Regions from separate parts of the Mus musculus genome. Here regions 2, 3, 4, 5, 6 and 7 are each linked to region 1. Evidence: chromatin contacts called from public HiChIP or PLAC-seq and promoter capture Hi-C data. All regions are on one chromosome and are shown on one strand. Each heading gives the region's core, a stretch centred on a gene start, on an enhancer-like site or on the middle of the called end of the contact. The rest is flanking DNA. Distances are from core to core; before and after follow the strand shown.

Region 1 (2,837 bases), core at 165-2,664:
CTACCGTGCCAGCTCTGTTACAATTAACAATCACATAGAACACTTCAGTACCTGAAACAGCTTTTGTTTCTCTGGAACCTTGTTTTCAAAATGCCTTCGTGAAGTGGTGCTGATGGTCCTCTGGGCAATCTGACGAAGGGCCTGAAACAGAAAATTCACATGCATCGAACAAGACCTAAGAGTCCAAAGAAACCTGTAAAGGCAACTTCCAACCCTTCACACTGAAAGGAAGCTGAGATTTAAAGCATTATCGAACTTGTCAGTACTATCCAAGACTAGCATCCAGATTTTCTACATGTTGTCTATTCTCTGCTCTGTGCTTCATGTTACATATCATAGTCTTCAGAAACCATGACCTATATATAACCTGTGCCTGAAATTAATCAGTAGTATTTTATAGAACAAAACATGCTGATATACAGAAAAATAAATGATATAGACATCTTATAAGTTCTAACATTTTCATTTAATATTTGCCTATGTCAAAAATCTATTCCTGGCAGGGTAGTGGAGGCTCAAGACTTTAATCGCAGCACTAGGGAGGCAGAGGCCATGCTAGTCTACAGATTTAGTTCCAGGATAGCCAAGGCACTGAAAAATTACTTTGCAGTGGAGGGCACATGCTAGAACACTCCTGGACATCTAAGAAAAATGTAATTGGTGTTAAGTCTTAATTGTGTTAAACGATTACAAAATAAAATCAAAACACACCTTTTTAAATTTTGGAGAAATATTCACCAAGTGTTAAAGGTAATTCTGAATCGTCATTACACTTCAATCATGAAACCCATTAAATCCCAACTAAAACTGTACAATTTAGTTCTTTGGCTTACTTCTTTGAATCAGGTAAAATTTTATCTTTTCACTATGATACAAAACAAAATGACAACAAAAAGCCACCTTCCACCTAGGTTTTCCAGGTGTCCAAGATCCCCCCACTGGAGCCTACGTCAGAGCTACAGTCATAGCCATAAGCAACGGTAAGCTGTAGTGACCAAGAACCAAATGCGATCCTGCTCTTCCCTCTACGACTACCCAGAAACAGCCAGGGGCGAGTGGACGGAAGGTCAGGGAAAAGGACGCGCGGCCAAGGTGACTCCGGCTGCTGTCTTCTGCCACATTTCCAGCACGCCTTTCTGTCAGGATGCCTGACCCTCCGCCCCGACACTCCAGTACCAGCCAAACCCCCAAAGCTACCTACCAGCAGATTCCGCAACATCTTGGCTCGGTTGTTACCCACCAACCGCGACTACTGAACGCCAAAAATCGAAAGCCACCAGACCGGAAACGGAACTCCCTCCTAGCGCTGCGCGCGCGTCGAGCAAGAGGGCTCGTTCCGGGAAGAGGAGGGGCTCGCGCTCCCGACCATAGAGAGCGGAAGGCGAGCCAGAGCGACTTCTCGCAGCGGCCCGTCTAGCCTCCGGACCTCCGAAGCTATCCTTACCACTTGGCTCCGCCCTGCCGCGCCTGCCGCCGGACCCAGAATCACAATGGAAAGCAAACGCCACCCGCAATGGAGAGGCGTGAAGTCTTGCAGCCCTCTTCATACGCTCTGGTGAAGTCAGTGGACAACCAGACTACCCGGAAAGTAGCTTGTCTTGTGAGAAGGCTTTGAGCCATTGTTTACAGTCTGAAGGAACAATGGATGTCAAAGCTACGTCGTACAAGCTTAAATATTCAAAAGCTCCTCTTAATACGGATAGAGTCCAGTTTTAGGGTTTGTCTTCCACAGATGAAAGTGGGAGGCGTTAGTCTTTGTGCTGAGATCATATAGGAACGACCGATGTTGGCATCCACAGGTATGCCAACCTGTGGATCTTCTGCTAAACTCCTTGTGCTGGAAGCTCTTCCTGTGTCCCCAGACTGGAACTGGCTGACTTCGTTATTGAGTCTGGGAAAACGCTGAAAAGAGGGGAATACATTTTTAAATCCACGTTCAACACAAATATCGACTGTGTCGTGCTTTCTCAGATCCGCAGCACATTTCACTCCTGGATGGAGCTGTCAGAAGTGCGCGTATTTTACAGATAGGCTGTTAGCATTTTGCATCAGTCTTGCATAACTATTCCTCCTTACAACTGCCTTTATTCTTCTGCACACTAATGTACAAGTAAAAATAATCTACTCAACAATACAAATGTCTTTCCACCCTTTTGCAAACTCAGAAACGACTTCATTGCCATTTCAGGTAAAAGCTAATGATAAACGGGTTCCACAGTGTTGCGTGAATAAAAACTGGTAATGCTTAATTCCTTCAAATCTTGGGGTACTTTTTTCTTCATAACCTACTGTACCCCCAACACAGTCTAAATTTTCTTCCTTACCAAGTTTATAAACACCCATTATAACTGACTTTTTTTCTACCACCTCTTAATTATTCAATGTACCATCGAGCATAATTACCAACAGCTGGGGATGGGGAGTTTTGTTTTTTTTTTTTTTTTGTTTTGTTTTTTACATTTATTGTCTGTAATTGGAATTCGTTAAAGTTTGTGCTGCTGTCGCTGTTTCACCACAGGATATAAGTTTTCCCAGAACCGACTGTATACTTACCATTCCCCTAACACTAATAAAAATGGGCCTACTAGGGGGGCTGGTGAGATGGCTCAACGGGTAAGAGCGCTGACTGCTCTTCTGAAGGTCCTAAGTTCAAATCCCAGCAACCACATGGTGGCTCACAACCACCCATAATGAGATCTGATTACCTCTTCTGGTGTGTCTGAAGTCAGCTACTTACATATAATAATAAGTAAATCTTAGAAAAAAATAGGCCTACTAACCAACACTAAGTGCATACTGTTTGACATTCCTAGGAATAGTGACTGTCCAAGAAGAAC
Region 2 (2,837 bases), core at 175-2,674, 1.9 Mb after region 1:
CCGTGGGGATTTAAGTGTGTGAAATGACAGGTACGTGAGATTAGAAAACAAAGCAGCCTGCAGACTTTGGCACTAGCACACATCATGTTTTGAGTTGTTAAGAGCTGTGGATTGACGATCACTAAACAGGAATTAAAAAAATTAGAAATCTGCAGAAAACAAACAATCTTAGGTGTTGATTCTGAGTATCACTCCCCTTCTCCCATGCCCACCCACCACCCCCATATAATTTTTGATTGTAATAAAAATAGAGATCTTAGCATCAGAATTTTGCTGTTAACTCTTCAAGGTTGCTCTGTGCCGTCCAAGCCACATTCAGTGTTTGAAGCACCAAATCCACAAGTTTCTCCGACCAAATTTAAATAAATAAATGAAGACTGAAGGATGCCAAAGTGTTTAAAACTTAAGCTGTAACACAGAGTTCTCCCCAGAGCATAGAGTATTAATTGTCAAGTTCAAGTACTGCCAGGCTGTATGTAGAGGTGTCTCAGGCCTCAGACAACATCTACAAGTGCTACTGGCTTAGAGGGCAACAACATCCATGATACAAAACGGGGCAGGGATACCCATCCATCACCAATGTTAAAAAGTTGCAACCTTTTGTGTGAATGGCTGCTGGAGGATCTGTGCTGAGCCCGGACTTTGAGTGGAGGAAGCTAAGTTCCTCGGGTATGGAAGCTTTACAGTAGTTTGCGTTGTTCACATTCCAGAGTGCTCTCTCAGAGAAGCTAGGCTTCTGCCGGGGCCTCTGAGGATCCATTGCCCTTGCCCAGAAGAGAGAGCCTTGCTTCCACCCAGTAACAGGGAAAGAAGATTTGACCTACCTGTGAAAAGACCCAACTTGGTCCCCAAAGGTCGCTTAGGCGACCCCACTGCCATTGACAAGTCAACCTGCGCACTTAAAGCGTATCAGTTTGTGGAACGCTTGTTTGAAGTCCTCATTGGACATGGTGTAGATGATGGGGTTGATGAGGGAGTTAAGATAGCCTAACCAATTGAAGAAGTCAAAAATGGCCATGTGAAACCAGCAGGCATCCTTACAGATAGGCATCACCAGGGAGATGATGAAGAAGGGCAGCCAACACACAATAAATGCTCCTAAAATGATCCCTAGGGTCTTGGTGGCTTTGCGCTCCCTAGCGGCCATGAGTTTCTTCTTTTCCAGCAGGGCGTCTGAGACTCGCACTTTGACTTGGTTCACGTACACAGGAGACCCGGACTCACTGGGCACGTCCGGAGCCCGGGAGTTAATGGAGGTGACCGAGGATGTGGATCCCGGGGAGTCTGTTATCAACTGGGCTCGGGTCAAGCGCTTGCCGGTCTTGTTGGGTGTCTGTTTCAAAATCCGAGAGCGGGCTTCCACATAGATGCGGCCATAGAGGGCGATGAGGAGCAGGGTGGGTAAATAGAAAGCGCCCACCGTGGAGTAGACCGTGTAGAGGACGTGGTCGGTGTTCACAAAGCAGTCCAGCATCTCCTCCTCTGCTTTGGCTTGACGCCAGAAGAAGGGTGGCAACGAAATAGAGATGGAGAAGACCCACACCAGCACGATCATGATGGCCGCCCTTTTGGGAGTCCTTTTAGCAGAATACTCCACCGCATCGGTGATGGCCCAGTAGCGGTCCAGGGCGATGACACAGAGATGCATGATGGAAGCAGTGCAACAGGTGATATCCGACGACAGCCAGAAGTCGCAGACCACCTGGCCTAGTGTCCAGCGTCCAGTGACCGTGTACATGGTGCTGATGGGCATCACCAGGATGGACACGAGCAGGTCAGTGACTGCCAGAGAGGCGATCAGGTAGTTAGCCGGGGTGTGTAGCTTCCGGGTCCGATACACCGTAGCGATTACAAAGGCGTTGGAGAGCGTGGTGGCCAAGGTGATGAGCGCCAACAAAGCAACCAGCAGGACTTTCCAGGGCAGGGCGATGGAGTCCTGGTAAATGTAGCCGTCGGCGCTGCAGTTGTGGGAGAGGTTGGTGAGAGGTACCCCTGTCTGGGAGGCGGCGGGAGGCGGCGGGGCGCACTGAATACCCTGCTCCTCCATAGCTCTCCTCGTCCTGGCTGCGGAGCGCAGCTCTTGAACATGGAGCGGACCAGGGAAAGAACAGAGGACGGGAGGATCATGGAGACTATAGGCTTGTCTCCTTTGGCTAGCCAGTTCCGTGGGCTCCTCAGTAACTCCTCCGCCTGTGTTCTCAGCCCAAAGGAGAGGTCACAGGCGCGGCCACCAAGCCTGCGGGCGCGTCCCCTGCACTTCCAGTGCGCCAGGCGCTGCTGCCGCGTCTGCTAGCTCCTCTCCACTCCCCGTCTTCGCCCGGGTGAATAAAGCACTGGCCCACCCAGTCCAGCTTCTCTCAGGTTCCCTGGAGGCAAACAGTGGAGAAGGACTAAGTATCGCTTGTAGAGGGGTCTCGGGGTCTAGTGGGACCTCTTACCCCAATTGCTCAGGTCTCAGCTTCTCCTAACCCGGGCGCTCCGGAATCTGCAGACTCCGCCCGAAGGAGTTTGCTGGCTGTGCAGACCGAAGCTTGCAGGCCAGTGCAGAGTCCTGGGCTTGCATCCCCACCCCATGCCCCCTACAAGCCCGGAGCTCCGCCACTTTCTTTGGCCGCCGCCTGACTTGGGGATTGTGAAGTCTGCGAGCCAGCCGCGCGGCGCCAGCAGCCTGGGCGCCGCACTCCCTCCCTTTTCACACGCTGGCCACACCAGCGAGCTGCCCCGTGGAGACCCGGCCACCAGAGGGGAGACTCTGGGGCCCGAGCTGCGGCAGTTCGAGCCGCCCTGCAGCTGTCACCACCTCCAGGGTTCCAGCAGCGCCGCTGGGAGCCATGCCG
Region 3 (2,837 bases), core at 245-2,744, 1.7 Mb before region 1:
CTCTAGTCTGTGTCAAGTTAACATAAATCTAGCACACACTTTAAAACATTAATTTAAGGAGAGGGAGAGAGGGAGGGAGAGAGAGAGAGATCTGTAAAGAGAATTAGTGATTCTGAATTCTGGGTCATCTTTTCAGATGTGATTAAAAGTTTATCACAGATCACAGTTAATAGGTTTGCTAATATTGAAGATCTGGTACTGCACCAAACCCCACACCATGCCAGGCTAGTCGGAGGCTCAAAAATAACTAGTTGAATACAGAATGCCTATCTCAGAACAGAATCCATTGTTAACCTTGATTTTGACAGTAGGAACTGGAATTTTACTACATTTAGTCGATTTTAATCCCACTTGAAATAAGCAGGAGCTTAGTTAATCATCAGTATTTTCATAGTTGAAAATTACTCAAGCATCATGGTATAGTTTAGTGGGTTAGTTTCTTCGCAGATGAGATTAACTGAACATAAAGAAGGTTAAGGGCTTAATCGTGGTTTGAGGACTACTTTTGAAAGTTTAGAAGAAGAATCAATTAGTGTGTTTTCTGTGCACCAGACTAGTTTCATAAAATAAACCGTTGCAGCCAATTCATGTTAAAAAAAAAAAAAAAGCCACTTGAGTGTTCTCCCAGTCAGTCTGGTATCTTTCATTCTTAAATCATCCAGCCCTAGCCGGAAACTAGTTTCTTAAGTCACTGCAGAGCCTACATACTCCATGCAACAGTCCCGTGAGACCGGAGCTGTCACACATGGAGCTTGGCGCAGTCTCTCCGTCCGCACAGCAGAGAAGCGGCTTAGGCCCTCGCTATCAAGAAACTTGGCAAGAATCCCTCCAAGTCCAGTTTGCCAGCACTGCCTGCGAATATCCTACCAGGGCCACTGACACCTCGAGGGCGTGCGTCCCAAACGTGGAGCTCCCGAAATCATCTATGGGCCGGGCTGCCAGAACAGAAGCGATCAACAAGTGTCACCGCTTGCCAGGGCCACCTCCCTTGTGCAGAAGCCAGGACAGGTCACCTGAGACCCGACTCCCAGCTCGGACAGTCTGGAGTGACCGAAGCGGGCCTTTCCTCGGCTATCCGTCAAACCCTGCCCTCACCACCCGGCCCTTGCTGCCCTCCCTCCTCGGTTACCATGCTGGCCGGCGGCCGGCCCAGTCGAGGGGCTTCCCGCGCCCGGCTCCCGGAGGGGTGGCGGCTGCCCGGTGTCTACTCCTGCCCGTCTGCTGCAGCGCGGCTTAGCAGAGTTCTCGGTCGGAGAAGCGCACCAGGCAGCGGCAATAACTGCGGGCCCGGCGTACGGCAGCCATTTTCGCGGGACAGGGGGCCGGAGGCAGGCGCGCTGCGGCGGCCGGGGACTCGAGCTGCGGAGGGGTCGCCGGTCGCCAGCGGAGGCCGAGCACCGAGCGAAGAGCTGAGCGTCGGCCCAGCAGGAGACGTCTGGACGCAGCGGCGGAGCTGCCTGCTCTGCTGCGGAAACTGCGCCGCCGCGCCGCGCATGCGCAATGCCGTCGTCGCCGTCGCCGCCGCCTGCTTGGCTACCAGCCACCCGTCGCGAGCTAGGGTGATGGGCCTACTGTGTGCAGCCGTCGGTGGAGCTAAGCTGGCCCGCCTCACTCAGCCCGCCTGTTTGATGCTGAGAACACCCAGGCAGGAAGGAGCAGACGTTAGCTCAAAATGTTTGAACCTGAATTTGGAGTAGAGCCCCCTGAGTCGATCCTAATTGGACATTAGGGGACAGTACTTTAGGCGCCCTGGACACTGGGTGCCCTGTCAGAATGAGAAAAGAGAGCGAAAACTCAACAATCATTGAACCCCACAGACTCTGAACCGAAGAAAACGTACGCTCATGTGTGCAGCCGGAGAGTGGTAACAGCCAACGCAAGTCACGTCGAACTACAGATCCCACAATACAACGGGGGAAGGACGGCCCTTTTCAAGGCCTGAAACCCGACTCCTGAAGGAGTGGACACTACAAGGGACGCTGGGATTTGTAGTCAAATGTTCCACGTTGAGCCGGAACTTACACCCACCCACCCCCAACCCGGTGCCACTTCTTACAGTCCAAACATCCGATTCCACGTCAATAGAAGGCACTTGGATTGCACATTTTAGAACTTTTTCACCTACAGGCATATGCTAGCAAAACTTACGGGCTTCCTGGCCTCTGACAGACATTTAGACAACATTTATTGAGTTTCTGTAAGTGTTAGAACCTAACAGCCAGGACGCTACATTCACCCGACTTCACAGAACTTAAAATTTTATTGTGCTACTTTATTCTGGAGCTCAGAAATGAAGTACGTCTTCGGCAAAGACATGGAGGTAAAAGGGGAGGGGTGCAACTTGATTACAGTAAGAAATTGCAAATCCTGTGTATGTTGTCTATTTAGTTAGTTTGTATTCCACTGAGTCCAGTTAATGCTGGAATATTGCCTTATCTTTTGGGCCTGATTTTGTAGAAATTATCATAATTTCAGTAGGCTGATGAATACACCTGTCGTGACATATCCAAAAGACAGCATCTCGGAACACTCTTTCCTGTCCCCGGGCTCTTACATTCTCTCCACCCCATCTTCTTTAATGTTCCCGGAGCTGGGGGCTGGGGAGTGGATATAGATATGTCCCATTTAGGGCTGAGCACTGTCACCTATTCTCGGCAGATTTTGTAAATAATGGAATCCACCTCTAGGTGGAGACTGTCCTTGGCTCCTCCCTTATAGACTAATCTAGTGGGATATAGGTCAGGGACTTGGCCCATGGGATTACCCCTAGGAAGGTGAAATCAATTTAAGACAATGTCATTTTTCTTCCAGAATCTAGGGTGTCATTCCCTAGAAGC
Region 4 (2,837 bases), core at 160-2,659, 1.6 Mb before region 1:
ACCAGAGAAAGCCTGTCTTGGGGGGCCGGGGGTGGGGGTGGGGGCAGAGAGCAGAAAAAGGAAACTTAGTCAATATGGAAAAAGAACAGGGATCCAGGCATCCAGGGACACACCCATCTTCCCCACCTCAAGTCCATCTTCCAGGTACTGAAGTGAGTTCAGAGTTTAACCAGAGAGCCTCAGGCACGCACATCTAAGCGGTCCTGGTCTAGGCAGTGGTCACGTGTGCTCACTGCTTTTCTGTGCTTCAGTCTCATCTTGTAAGACGTTCTGACTAACTCTTAGAAACTGTGCCAAAGGAATGTTTCCCAGGAGACAAGATCCCCCTCTGACTGGATTCCTGGGGAGTGTCCCTTTTCTTTGAGGTCCATTGTTTCCGTAGTCTGATAGTCGGACTGAGAGACACAAAGTGTCTCTTTTCAAATGTATTTTTGCCAGCCTGTTACAGAAACGTAAGCCATTTTGCATTGGGGCAACTGGTTTGAGGGGCAGCACTTTTAAAGAGGTGATAAGGTGGATGAGGGCTCCGCTGTCACGAGTGAATTAATGTCACTGAGGAGCGGGTTAGGTACTGAAGAACTAGCTTGCCTCAGTTTTAGGCTTCAAAGCCGTCCTACAGTAAAGACAAACTAGGTTTATTCCTGTTCATGACTGTACCTCTGTTTCTCAAAGGCAGAGCTATGCCCCACCTGTAACCTTAACTACAAACGGTTCTTGATGGGCTGCCTATGACTGTTCCAGGAATGGCGGTCATGCCTTTTTAACCATCTGCCCCATTCTACAGGGTAAAATGAAAGGGGAAAAAATTCTTTAAGGAGAAAGAGAGGGAGGGGGCAAAGTTTCCCATTCATCGGGAGTCCACCCCTAAGGTGAATGCACGAGCTTGCCGCTTTCTCTCTCGTCAAGGGAGGGCACACTTTTTTTTTTCTTTTATTTTACCCCATCCTCAGCAAGTGAAAGAAAGCCCCTCAATTTTGGCTTGCCCAACCTCCAGAACTGTACGTCTCTAATTTGTTTTCAAAAATAAAGTCTTGAGTGTCTATTTTAGCATCACAAGAATGGACCACAGCACGATGCTCCCAGTCGCTGATTCCTCTCTACTGTACTTTTGTTGGCAATGAATACAATGAATTCACAAATCTGCAAGCTCTAACCTTTCAATAGGTTGATGTTATAGTTATTTTGAATACAGTGCATTTATCTGAACTGCTTATATTACTGGGTTCCCCCGTAGAGAATGTAAACACTTCCAGCACAGGAATCGGAGTCCTCGCGTCAGCACCCCCAAAGAGTGTACTCAGTAATGAGTCAGCGAAAACTTTTAGAGCAAACCTGTTCTTCTCCCCGGGAAACAAAGCGTTAACCAACGTGCCTAGGGGGCGTGTACATTTCTTAAATGTTCAATGGCTGGTGGGCGGAGCTTCCAAAACGACCTGCAGGACGGTGAACTTTCGCTCGCAGAACCGCTTCTTTCCAGTGCCTGGAGACAACAATCCCACAAGAATAAGGTGAGTGAGTGCGTACATGTGTGTGCGTGCGTGTGTGTGTGTGTACTCCTCTTGCACTGAGTAGTTACATAATTTTGCTAAAGCTACAGTTTATAATCCGCAATTGTTTTAACTTTGTGATTTATTTGCTGTTCACTATCTCAAAGCTTGTTTAGGCCAAATAAAAGGCACAAATTTTTTCTGCCTAGTAGATGAGCGGTTGGTATGGTCTAAAGGTCTTGGTAGGGTTCGTTTTCTCTGCCATTTAAGTAATTAAAAGGCAGGAGGAATTTCAACTGCAACAGATAGCAGTGAAGAAATCTCAAACCCTGCAGACAGGAGCAGAGACTCAGCAGCTGAAGAAGGGGGCTTGCTGGAGGCAAGCAACCACCCACATGCAGCAGACACACAGAGAAAAGATCTGCAACACTGAAGCCACAAAATCTAAAAATCCCCGATCTCTTCTCGAGGGCTGGATTTGTTTGTTTGTTTGTTTGTTTAGTCTCTGAAGACCCCCCCCCCCCAATATAGGGTAATCACTTTAAAGAAAAGAAGTTTCTCTGGCCTGTGACTCTCGTGTAAACCAGCCCTAATCCAGATGGCCTAGAAGGTGTTGAGTTAGTCCCTCAGCAGTGGCCTGCTGCTGGGAGGTAAAAGCCTGCAAGGCCCTGGTTTTAAGGGGCCAGGCTTTTGTCTCAGCCTGGAGGGTATAGAAGAAGCCAGCCATCTTGGAAGTTCATCAGGTTTCTTACATATCCATGGCCCCTCTCCCTGTCTGTCTAACTTCTAGTCTCTCATGATTCTGAAGAAAATAGCAAATGGACATCTATCCAATGGACACGCGTGCGTTGTCTGTGCACAGCTTAAGTATGACTGGGCACACCAAAACACCCTCACACATTATAACTTCAAAAGTTGAAGAGACCTGAGAAACCTGCACATCAAATCCTACACTCTCCTGGCCCTGTGTGGAGTCAGAGCAGTTAGCACTCCCTCCCTGTGACGATGCTCGTGTGTGTGTGTGTGTGTGTGTGTGTGTGTGTGTGTGTGTGTGTGTGTGTGTGTGTGTGTGTGTGTGTGTGTGTGTGTGTGTGTGTGTGTGTGTACGTACTCGGGAGCGCAAATGCCAGCCTTGGGAACAAGAAAGCAGCATCCCGTAGCCTCCCCTGAGACTCATACCCCCTTTTGATTAACAACCAACTTTTCTCAGGTGCAGATGGCTCCTGCCCTCGAAGGAAACAGAACCCAATACCCTTGAAATGATAACAGCCCACTCTTAGACTATGAAAAAGAGACAATTAAGTGTTCCCAGACAGCTGTGGCCAGTTGTAAAACTACACCAGCTTCCTA
Region 5 (2,837 bases), core at 115-2,614, 1.4 Mb before region 1:
GCACAGAGAAACCCTGTCTCGAAAAAACAAAACAAAACAAACAAAAAAAAAAAACTTGCTTGACACAGGAGTTAGGGCCCACTTTTAAGTCAACTGTGCCATTCTTGAGGGCCAGACTGAAGTGTTGTTAGAAACCGTAGGAATACAACCTACATACTCCCCGAACCATCAACTGAATACTCAAGTGTTTATAAATTTTACTGTATGTGATCAAACCAACAGCATACCAAAAAAAATTTTTTATATTGGAATAGTTCTACAAATTGCTATTTGCAAAGAAAAATAAACAGGAGGTGCTCGTGAAGGCGGGTAAGAAAATACGTGTAGTGATTTAAGACTCCATCTGTGTTTCTCTTCCCTCCAGCGGAAGCGGAAAGCCAGCCAGTTTTAGCCCTTTCTTACTTAACTTGCTTAGGATTGAGGAGGCACGAATTTTCAAGAACTCTTCAACTTCTTTCACCTTCACAGCTGGAAAAGGATCAACACCAACAGTCAGGCGGGAGGGGCGCAGAGTTTTAAAGAGAAGGGCTTCTGGACCTGGAATCTGGGAAGACTGGTGCCTATGGCTGAGCAGGGGGGGTTAATGGACCTTGGTGTGTCGGTCTTTCCCTACCTTCCTGCCATTTAAGGGCTTTGGAAAGGGATACCCAGGGACAATGTAGTTTCCTGGTGTTTGGAAACTGAAAGAAATTGTGAGAAGCTGAGACTCTCCCGCGGCTTACTCCCCAGGTGGGTCGTCAAAATCCCTTACCTCTTTGGAGTTCGTTTTCTTTGTGCCAGGCCGCCATGTTCAAGAGAATATTTTTCATTCGCGTCTGTGCACTGGGTTGTCCAAAGATGGTGATTTCAGCTAGGTTCCCAGAGTTGACGGAGTCCACTGTCAGCAGGGCTTGGCACATCCACTCTATTTCTGAGATTTCCGCTTGGTCTGTGCCTAAACAGGTGAGGAAGAGACTCTAAGCAATTAGAACGGCTTCAGATGGGAAGGCGCGGTCTTTGAAGGGCAGATTAGACTGAGGGATGGGGCATGGACTTGCTGCCCCTAGCAGAGTACAGAGAGCTAACCCAAACCTTTGCTGCCCCTAAAAGGATACAGAGAGCTAACCCAGACCCCCCTGGGGTGAGCTCACCTATGACCCTTTCTGCCACCCAGGCTTCCATGTAGAGCACCAGAGGATTACTGACTTCCTGAATTGGGAACCACCAGGGCCGAGTGCGAAGTCTCAGGGACACAGGCAGGACGTTAAGCAGCTTCTGAGAGTCAGAGTCTGGCTTGGCGTCAGCATCAGCCGTGTGGGATGCCATACTGCAAGCAGGAGGACGGGGCGCTGCTTGGCAGCCGGTCTGGTCTCGCTTTTCAAAGCTGCCCAGCCCGACCCCGCCCCTTCTATGCCACGCCGGCGCCCCCCCCCCCCCTCCAGCAAGGCGCGCACCGCGCAAGTGGGTAGGCTGGGTCTGCCAACACTAACAAAGGTCCTCTACCAGGTCTTCAGACTGTCACATTCTAGGCCCTGCCCAGGATACTGCTGACACGAAGAATTTGATTTGGTGGCTTAATTGGAATCACCTCCTGTGCTCTACTTAATTCCGTGTTACTTTCAAAGATATAGCCCAGGGTAGGCTAGTAGAGTCTGTAGAATGTGCCTCGTCTGCTGTCTGAATTGTTACCTTTAGAAATCCTTTACAACACAGATTCGTGTTTTAATCTAAAAGACAGAAGTGGGTTTTGAAACAAACATCACAAGTTTGACAGATTTTATTTCTAATCCTGTGTCATTTCTTCTTTAAGTGGAATTAATTCCTGATTAAGGTTTTTTTTTTTTTTTAATCATTTTAAACCTAATACAACGATGTCTGTCAAGGTTTGCATGTCTCGCTGGTTGTCATTCCCTGTCCCGAGGGCTGCTCTGTTTCTGTCAGCAGTGCTGACAAGCCTGCCTGCCCTCTGGAAATACAGAACAGCTTCCCGCAGGTCCATACATTTGCTTGAGCTGTTTTCTGGAGATGCTCCCAGCTGAAGTTACTTTTACTTAACAAGCACACACCAGCCCTGTCTCGAAAAACCAAAAACAAAAACAAAAACCAACAAGCACACACCAAGCCCAACCCTATGTTACCCTCCCCCGACACCACCACCACCACACACACACCCTGTGTCTGTATTTTCAGATTCCCTTAGGGAGCTGGGGCTAGCCACAAGTGTTGTTTGTCTGCATCAGTTTTTCAAAGATCTGTGAGGAAGACAATCCCTGACCATTCTCATCTGGACGACAGTTAATTTGTGATTTCCTTTTGTTTTGGAGGCAGAGTTTTTTGTTTGTTTGTTTTGGGGGGTTTTGTTGTTGTTTGGTTGTTGTTTTTTAATCCTAGCATCCCAGGTAGATAATATCACTGTACCTTACTTGCTAAGCCCATGCCAGCCCCCAGAGAGTTAAAATGCTCCCACTCTTTGATAGGCTTGGTGGGTGGGGGGAGACAGGAGTGCCAACTGTCTTAACCTCCAGCTGTCTGGGTTTGAGTTTGATTAAGAGGAAGGTGGAGGTCATGTGACTATTGCACCTCATTTTATCTGTAGCCTTAAACTCTTTGTACCCAACCCAAGCCAAGCAACAACCAAGACTTCCAACACTTTTGTCTCCCCTGTTATCTCTGGAGGGACTGGTCAGAACAGCTTACAGTTCGTGCAGCAGGGTACTGTGAGAGATCCATCCTGTTTTCTCTAAGTTTTATTCTTTCTTGTCTTGCTTCTCAGTCTAATCTTAACTCCTTGTGTTGGGGCAGGAGGCAGAGAGAATCGCTTTCACAACACCTAGGGATGTGTAGCCGTTCAACATCAG
Region 6 (2,837 bases), core at 250-2,749, 1.4 Mb before region 1:
GCGTCATGGATTGAACTAGTACAGGGTGATTCTTAATTCCTTTTCCAAAAAAAGGTTTAGTGATACAGATCTGGAAGAGAAAATGCATTTGTTTTGTTTTGTGAAAAGTACAGAAAAGCAGGAAGCTTGCTGTTACCCCACTTTCTCCCTCTCTTCTCCTCTCCCTCCTAGGAGTCGTCACGATTTCCAATTTACCCAGCAGCTTTCCCCTCATGACGGTGGACAGCACCCCTATCATTTCTCCAGAGCAGTACATCGGTTATAGTAGAAGAGACTAAACTAAGAGGTCATTGCTTAAAATCCAGTTCCCAAAACAGCTCAGTATCTGTGGCGGGAAAGTCTGACCTTCTCAGAGGAGGTAGAATATAATTCTTTCTGCTTCTAGTTTCTGGAAAAGGTTCATTACCCAAATGCTAATACCAGACAAAGGCATTGCAAGAAAGCTGCTAAACAAAACCTCTCATGAACAGCCGGGCCCAACAAACACCCAGCGACGTTAGCACATCAAAACCAGCAGTCACTTCTGAAGGCGGTTATCCACCCACTTCAGGATCAGAGTCTGCATGGACATTTAAGATTTGCTCTACTTCTGGCTTCTCCTGGCTCCCCCGTGTCCACACCCCCATTCTATGCTGTTTGGATTACTTTAAATCCTCAAGCACAGTCAAGACATGTTTTGTGATTGGCTTATTTTTTATTTTGCTCGATGTTTCTGTGTAAGTCCAAGATGCTTTGATAGTTTGGTGTTTTATTCACATTCCCCCAGAGAGTATTGTATCAAGAGATACTGTTGCTACATCTGTGTGTCATGAAATTCATCTATAAGCCCAGCACTTGAGTGCCCACTCCCAGGCAGGAGAATTAAGGCTATCTTCAAAGATATTAGTATACATAGTATTATATAATATAATTTGATGTAATTTATTTAACCCAGGATGGACCCAACCTTCCAGTTTTTCCTCAGTGTCTCCTACAAGACATTCAATGCTAAGATTCTGCGTGTCCTCTGTTTGATGGATGGTTGACCTGTGATCTAGTCTGACAATTCGAGGATCCCAATCCCAGCAAAGGATGCTGGAGCTTAGGCCAGGCCTGGAGGACTGTGTCCAGCTCCAAAATCCTTGCAAAGCTGGGTGTGCTTCAGGCAGTGCTATTTTTTTTTTTTTTTAACTTTAGGTATTGGGGAGTGTAGATAGGGTATCCTGCGCTTAGGCAAGCGCTTTCATCGAGTTATTTTAAGATAGAGCCTGAAAGTAATTGTCACGCAGACCCTCCTGCCCCAGATCTCAAGCCTGTACATTAGCCCGTCATGAACCTGAATTTCGAGGCACGGTTGGGATCGTTTCCGTGGCACGGAGACGCACTGTCCTCAAGCTGATGTTCCCAGCCAGACACTAGCCGGGCAAATAGGGGTCCAGGTGGCCGCTCGGTTGCAAGCGCCGATTGGTCAGGCCAGCCAGGCCCCGCCCCCGAAGCGCGGCGGCCAATGAGCGCGCAGAGGACTGGCGGGCGAGCTCGCGGGCGGCAGCGGAGTTTTTCCGACGCCGCGGCCTGTGCAGCTGAGTCTGGAACGACGTGCGACGCGCGGCTCTCCTCAGAGCCATGTCTAGGCGGGAACCCGCAGCCAACGCTTCCTCCTCGGGCGTTGCTCCCCGGCGAAGCTCGACCGGGTCCCGGGGCGCCGACCGGACAGCGACGGAGGAGACGAACCGGAGAGGCCGGGTCGGTAGCAGGGGTGCGGGCGGCGGCTGGAGAGAGCCCGCCGGGGCCGCCGAGGCTACGGCCGCCGGCCGCCGCGAACCGCCGCTCTGCTTCGGGGTGAAGAACGATGTGGTGGGCGCGGTGATAGGTGAGCGCCGGCGGCGCCCAGGCTCGCTGCATGACGGGGCGGCGGCGTCGGGGCTCCAGCAGCGCGGGGGCGCAGTTCTATGGCGGGCCGGGGCGTGTGTGGGAGAGAACCTCCTGGAAGACTCGCGCGGCATCCGCGGTAAAGGTCTTTCCGGTTTCCCGCAGGGGCCAGCAGCTCAGTGCGGAGGTGCAGCCATCACCCTCTAGGTCGTTTTCACACCTAGTGTGCTTTAGTGTCAGGTCAGAGCCGCAGCTTCGTCTCTGCCAGGAGGTTTAACTTGAGGTGAATGTAACTGCGGAGAGCAGTACGCGGGAGTCTTAGATGCGCAATTTTCAACTTTTCTGAGATGCATTTTACAGTGATGGAGATGTTTCCCTCAGTTGGCTTCAATTCTTAGTTTCAGTTATAGGGCTTTTTGGGGGGTGGGTTGGGGTCCGTGAAGTGAATATATTTAGTTCTAAAAGCCTGCTTTGTGGCATTTAATCGTATGTTTTAAGGCTGGTTACTAGAATAGACAAAGATTCCGTTTGCAGGGTCCAAGCTCCCCCGCCCTCCCCACCCCTCCCAATCTGAACAAGAAGCCCAGTATTTGAACGGGAAGCTCACCAGAGAACCAATAGGTTTGCGACAGATATTAGACCCGCTGCAAGAAGCAGTGAAGTCTAGGCATTGGAATACACACGACTCGTTGGTTGTGCATGCTACTGTGTTTGTTTGTTTGTTTGTTTCTTATTCTGGGTATTGAACCCAGTGCATCCCAAATAATTAGGTGCATCCTGAGCTACATCCCTAGCCTTGCAACCTAGATGGTTTATTCCAGTGTGTGTTAAAATATGACAATCTTTATTTTTTCCTCTACTGTTCATCTTCTCCCACCCCACTTCCTTCTTCCCTCTCTTTTTCTTTCTTTGAACTCAGGATTGAACCCAGAGCTTCATAAGAGTTAAGCCTATCTTTACCCCTAATCTGCTACTCAGCCCCACCTTAC
Region 7 (2,837 bases), core at 247-2,746, 1.3 Mb before region 1:
GACTATCCAGGAACTCACCGTGTAGTTCATGCTGACCTCAGACTCAGAGCTCTGCCTGAGTTGTGCACCATCGTGCCCAGCTAAGCAAATATATTGTTAAGGGGACTGGACAGATGATTGGCAGGTAAAAATATCTGCTGTCAAATCTGATGATGTGGGTTCAATTCCCAGAACCCACAGGATGAGGAGAACTGACTCTCTCAAGTAGATCTCCATATGTGCACTGTAGTATGAGTAAGCCCATACACATACTCACATGCAAATGAATACATGCAATTAAAAATTTAAATATATATAGTTAAATGGAGGGGAATAAAGTGAAAGATAGTATAATCACAGAATTTATATACAAAATACTAGCGTTCCTGTGCCGTGTGAGTTTTCCCCCTCCTGTGAAAATGTGAATAAATGTATATTTACCTGAGGGCACCAAGAACAAGCCAAAGAAAATTATTCCACTCAAATATAATTTAGTGAAACTATAAGTTTTTTGGAGGTATTTACAGGAGTGTGGATGACTCAAAGACTGCATTACAAAAGTCCAGGGCAGTATGGATGACAACTCACAAAAGTTGTATCCCTGAGCCCCCGAAGGACTTGCACATCTGATGGTCCTGGAGTCTACCCCCTAGCAATGGTCCCTGCTTGTATAGCCTGAAGTAGGGGTGGGCCTGGCAATTTATAAATCTTCCTGGGACTGAACCTGTAAACTTTGTTCACTTCTGGACTTTTATGAGACTCCCTCCTCTAGGAAGGAATATTTCAACTCAGAGGAAAACTTGTATATGCATATAAAAATAGCTACTAGCAACAAAAGACTGGCATTCCTTTAAAGTAGGGACAGAGCACTTTGTAGGAGTTACACATTTTTTAATTCTCCATGTCTTGTGTGTATATTATGTTTAAATAGGAACCAGAGAAATGGCTCAGTGAACAAGATCTCTTGCTCTTTGCAGAGAACCTGCCGTGTTTGATTCTCAGCACCCACATAGTGGCTCATAACCTTTTATTGCTCCAGAAAATCTGATGCACTCTTCTGACTTTTGTGGGAATAGGCTAGATCGAGGCGCGCGCGCACACCCACACACCCATACACCACATGCACAGGCAAAACAATCATACACATAAAATAAATGTCAAAAAAATGTTTAAGCTGTATATAAATAATGGAGTTTTGATTTGGAGACGTGATATTCATTTGTAGACCCAGATGGCCTTCAAGATGAGGATTAGAACTCGGATTGCCTTAGTCGACTAACCTCTCAGAAGATTTTGAGGCGAAATGATCAAATTTATTGTTCATAGGTGGCAACCTGGCGATAAAGACAAGTCCACGGGAAAAGCCTAACCTCAACCTCCAAGATAGAATCTCCCGCCAGCGCTGAAAGTACCTGCGGGGGGAGGAAGGGGGGGGGAGAACGCACAGGGCCTGCGCGCACCTCCCCGCGGCGAAGCTCCAACCCGCCAATCAAAAGCGTCGCTGGACGCAGGCGCGCTACGCGCTGACTCGGCCAAGATGGCGACGCCCAGCTGGCTTCTACTCCGGTGACAGTTCCGGGCGTCTCTAGCTAGCTTCCCTCAACATGTTCCTTCTCCGAGGCCGTGGCCATTGGGCCGCAGCGTCCCTCGGCAGACGGCTGCCTTTGCGTCGCCTCCGCAGCGACAGCGCGGCGCCCTGCACCCCGCACTTCGACGTGGTAGTTATCGGAGGAGGGCACGCGGGGACCGAGGCGGCCGCCGCCGCCGCTCGCTGTGGCTCGCGGACCCTGCTTCTCACGCACCGCGTGGACACGATCGGTGAGGAGCCCCGCGGCCGCGGCGGGAACTCTACGTCCGACCGAGCGCGGGCAGGGTTGCGGTGGACCGGAGTGGCCGGTGCCCGGGGTCAGGGAGCGGAGGACTGAAAGCCACGGCGGCTGCTGGGCAGGTCGCTGGGTTGACCCTCCCCGTATTGTCATCTCAGAGAAATCCCGAGTTAACATTTTCACACCCGTCTTGTTAAGCGACCGACGTGGTGCGTCCACGGAGAGCTTGTCAAGCTCTGCCGCCGCTTGTCGCGTTCCGTATTTCCATTGCGTGTTTTGTGCTGATAGGCGCCTCAGCTTACGCACCTCGTTTTCATTATCCATCCGACACTTGATAAACATTAGGCTGATCCCGCTTCTAGGCTCTGGCGAGTAGTGTCTCGTTAAATATAGAAGTCCACTTGTCACTTCACACAGATTTAAATTCTTTTAGACATATACACAGTAGTGCAAAACCTGTGTTCTATCAACGCTGTAGGATATGTCTAAAAAACATTTCAGAGGCCTACTAATGATTCTCATAAATGAGACAGTGCTGTGTAGACCAAGCTGGCTTGGAAGTCACAGTGATCCATCTGCCTCAGCCTCCTGAGTGCTGGGATTCAAGGTGTACCCAATCACGCCTGACCAAAGTGATGAAGGAAGGTGGTACATTATCAAGTATTCCTTGGCTTCAAAGAAGAAAGGTAACTTGGCTTAGACGATAGAGTCCATAGGAATGCAGAGAACGGGAATGAGTCGCCCATTTTCTGCTAATTCCTCCTCTCTTTGAAGTTAGAGGAGAGCGTGTTGGGGTTTATTGTTTTAAATGAATCTGATTAGTCTGATTACCTTTCCGAGCACTCTTTATTAAGTAATATGTACAGGGTACTCTATTATGATCATATCCATTCTCTTTAGGTCAGATGTCCTGTAATCCTTCCTTTGGTGGCATCGGAAAGGGGCATTTGATGAGAGAAGTGGATGCCTTGGATGGTCTGTGTTCCCGGATCTGTGACCAGTCTGGTATACATTACAAAGTGCTAAACCGGC

What was found. Promoter capture Hi-C pulls out the DNA fragments that hold promoters and counts their contacts. HiChIP or PLAC-seq counts read pairs in DNA pulled down with a chosen protein or histone mark. Capture Hi-C pulls out chosen DNA fragments and counts their contacts.
Region 2: a promoter capture Hi-C map of embryonic stem cells shows a contact between it and region 1, with 5 times the contacts expected there. The contact joins the promoter of D430036J16Rik here to the promoter of Cox7a2 in region 1. A contact is called at or near these places in 1 of 39 promoter capture datasets (embryonic stem cells) and 1 of 115 datasets of contacts at active chromatin or transcription factors (stem cell-derived neural progenitor cells).
Region 3: a contact with region 1 is called in a promoter capture Hi-C map of pre-B cells, with 6 times the contacts expected there. The contact joins the promoter of Fbxo9 here to the promoter of Cox7a2 in region 1. A contact is called at or near these places in 5 of 39 promoter capture datasets (erythroid cells, hippocampal neurons, liver and 1 more), 1 of 115 datasets of contacts at active chromatin or transcription factors (astrocytes) and 1 of 9 other capture datasets (pancreatic islet).
Region 4: a contact with region 1 is called in a promoter capture Hi-C map of cranial neural crest. The contact joins the promoter of Gsta4 here to the promoter of Cox7a2 in region 1. A contact is called at or near these places in 2 of 39 promoter capture datasets (cranial neural crest and embryonic stem cells).
Region 5: a contact with region 1 is called in an H3K27ac HiChIP or PLAC-seq map of embryonic stem cells, with 2.5 times the contacts expected there. The contact joins the promoter of Ooep here to the promoter of Cox7a2 in region 1. A contact is called at or near these places in 6 of 39 promoter capture datasets (cranial neural crest, erythroid cells, frontonasal cranial neural crest and 3 more) and 1 of 115 datasets of contacts at active chromatin or transcription factors (embryonic stem cells).
Region 6: a promoter capture Hi-C map of stem cell-derived epiblast-like cells shows a contact between it and region 1, with 3 times the contacts expected there. The contact joins the promoter of Ddx43 here to the promoter of Cox7a2 in region 1. A contact is called at or near these places in 9 of 39 promoter capture datasets (the 3T3-L1 cell line, the C10 cell line, cranial neural crest and 6 more).
Region 7: a promoter capture Hi-C map of pancreatic islet shows a contact between it and region 1. The contact joins the promoter of Mto1 here to the promoter of Cox7a2 in region 1. A contact is called at or near these places in 2 of 39 promoter capture datasets (hippocampal neurons and liver), 2 of 484 Hi-C or Micro-C datasets (cerebellum and uterus), 5 of 115 datasets of contacts at active chromatin or transcription factors (acute myeloid leukemia, embryonic forebrain, large pre-B cells and 2 more) and 1 of 9 other capture datasets (pancreatic islet).

Annotation. Positions count from the first base shown.
Region 1 is chr9:79,758,439-79,761,275 of GRCm38.p6, forward strand. Cox7a2 (cytochrome c oxidase subunit 7A2) reads right to left here and starts at 1,415. Exons shown (of 4, transcript NM_009945.3): 1 at 1,202-1,415; 2 at 52-141. The coding sequence starts at 1,219. It also overlaps the pseudogene Gm51685.
Region 2 is chr9:81,630,506-81,633,342 of GRCm38.p6, forward strand. It overlaps D430036J16Rik (RIKEN cDNA D430036J16 gene), which reads left to right and starts at 1,425. Exons shown (of 3, transcript NR_040395.1): 1 at 1,425-1,774. It overlaps Htr1b (5-hydroxytryptamine (serotonin) receptor 1B), which reads right to left. Exons shown (of 2, transcript NM_010482.2): 2 at 1-2,366. The coding sequence starts at 2,047. The coding sequence ends at 887.
Region 3 is chr9:78,107,162-78,109,998 of GRCm38.p6, forward strand. Fbxo9 (f-box protein 9) reads right to left here and starts at 1,495. Exons shown (of 13, transcript NM_023605.2): 1 at 1,130-1,495. The coding sequence starts at 1,132. It also overlaps a transcript of Cilk1 not described here.
Region 4 is chr9:78,190,557-78,193,393 of GRCm38.p6, forward strand. Gsta4 (glutathione S-transferase, alpha 4) reads left to right here and starts at 1,410. Exons shown (of 7, transcript NM_010357.3): 1 at 1,410-1,508.
Region 5 is chr9:78,377,224-78,380,060 of GRCm38.p6, forward strand. It overlaps Ooep (oocyte expressed protein), which reads right to left and starts at 1,365. Exons shown (of 3, transcript NM_026480.3): 1 at 1,131-1,365; 2 at 752-934; 3 at 1-468. The coding sequence starts at 1,305. The coding sequence ends at 332.
Region 6 is chr9:78,394,278-78,397,114 of GRCm38.p6, forward strand. It overlaps Ddx43 (DEAD box helicase 43), which reads left to right and starts at 1,500. Exons shown (of 17, transcript NM_001191044.1): 1 at 1,500-1,849. The coding sequence starts at 1,603.
Region 7 is chr9:78,446,714-78,449,550 of GRCm38.p6, forward strand. It overlaps Mto1 (mitochondrial tRNA translation optimization 1), which reads left to right and starts at 1,497. Exons shown (of 12, transcript NM_026658.2): 1 at 1,497-1,797; 2 at 2,706-2,837. The coding sequence starts at 1,584.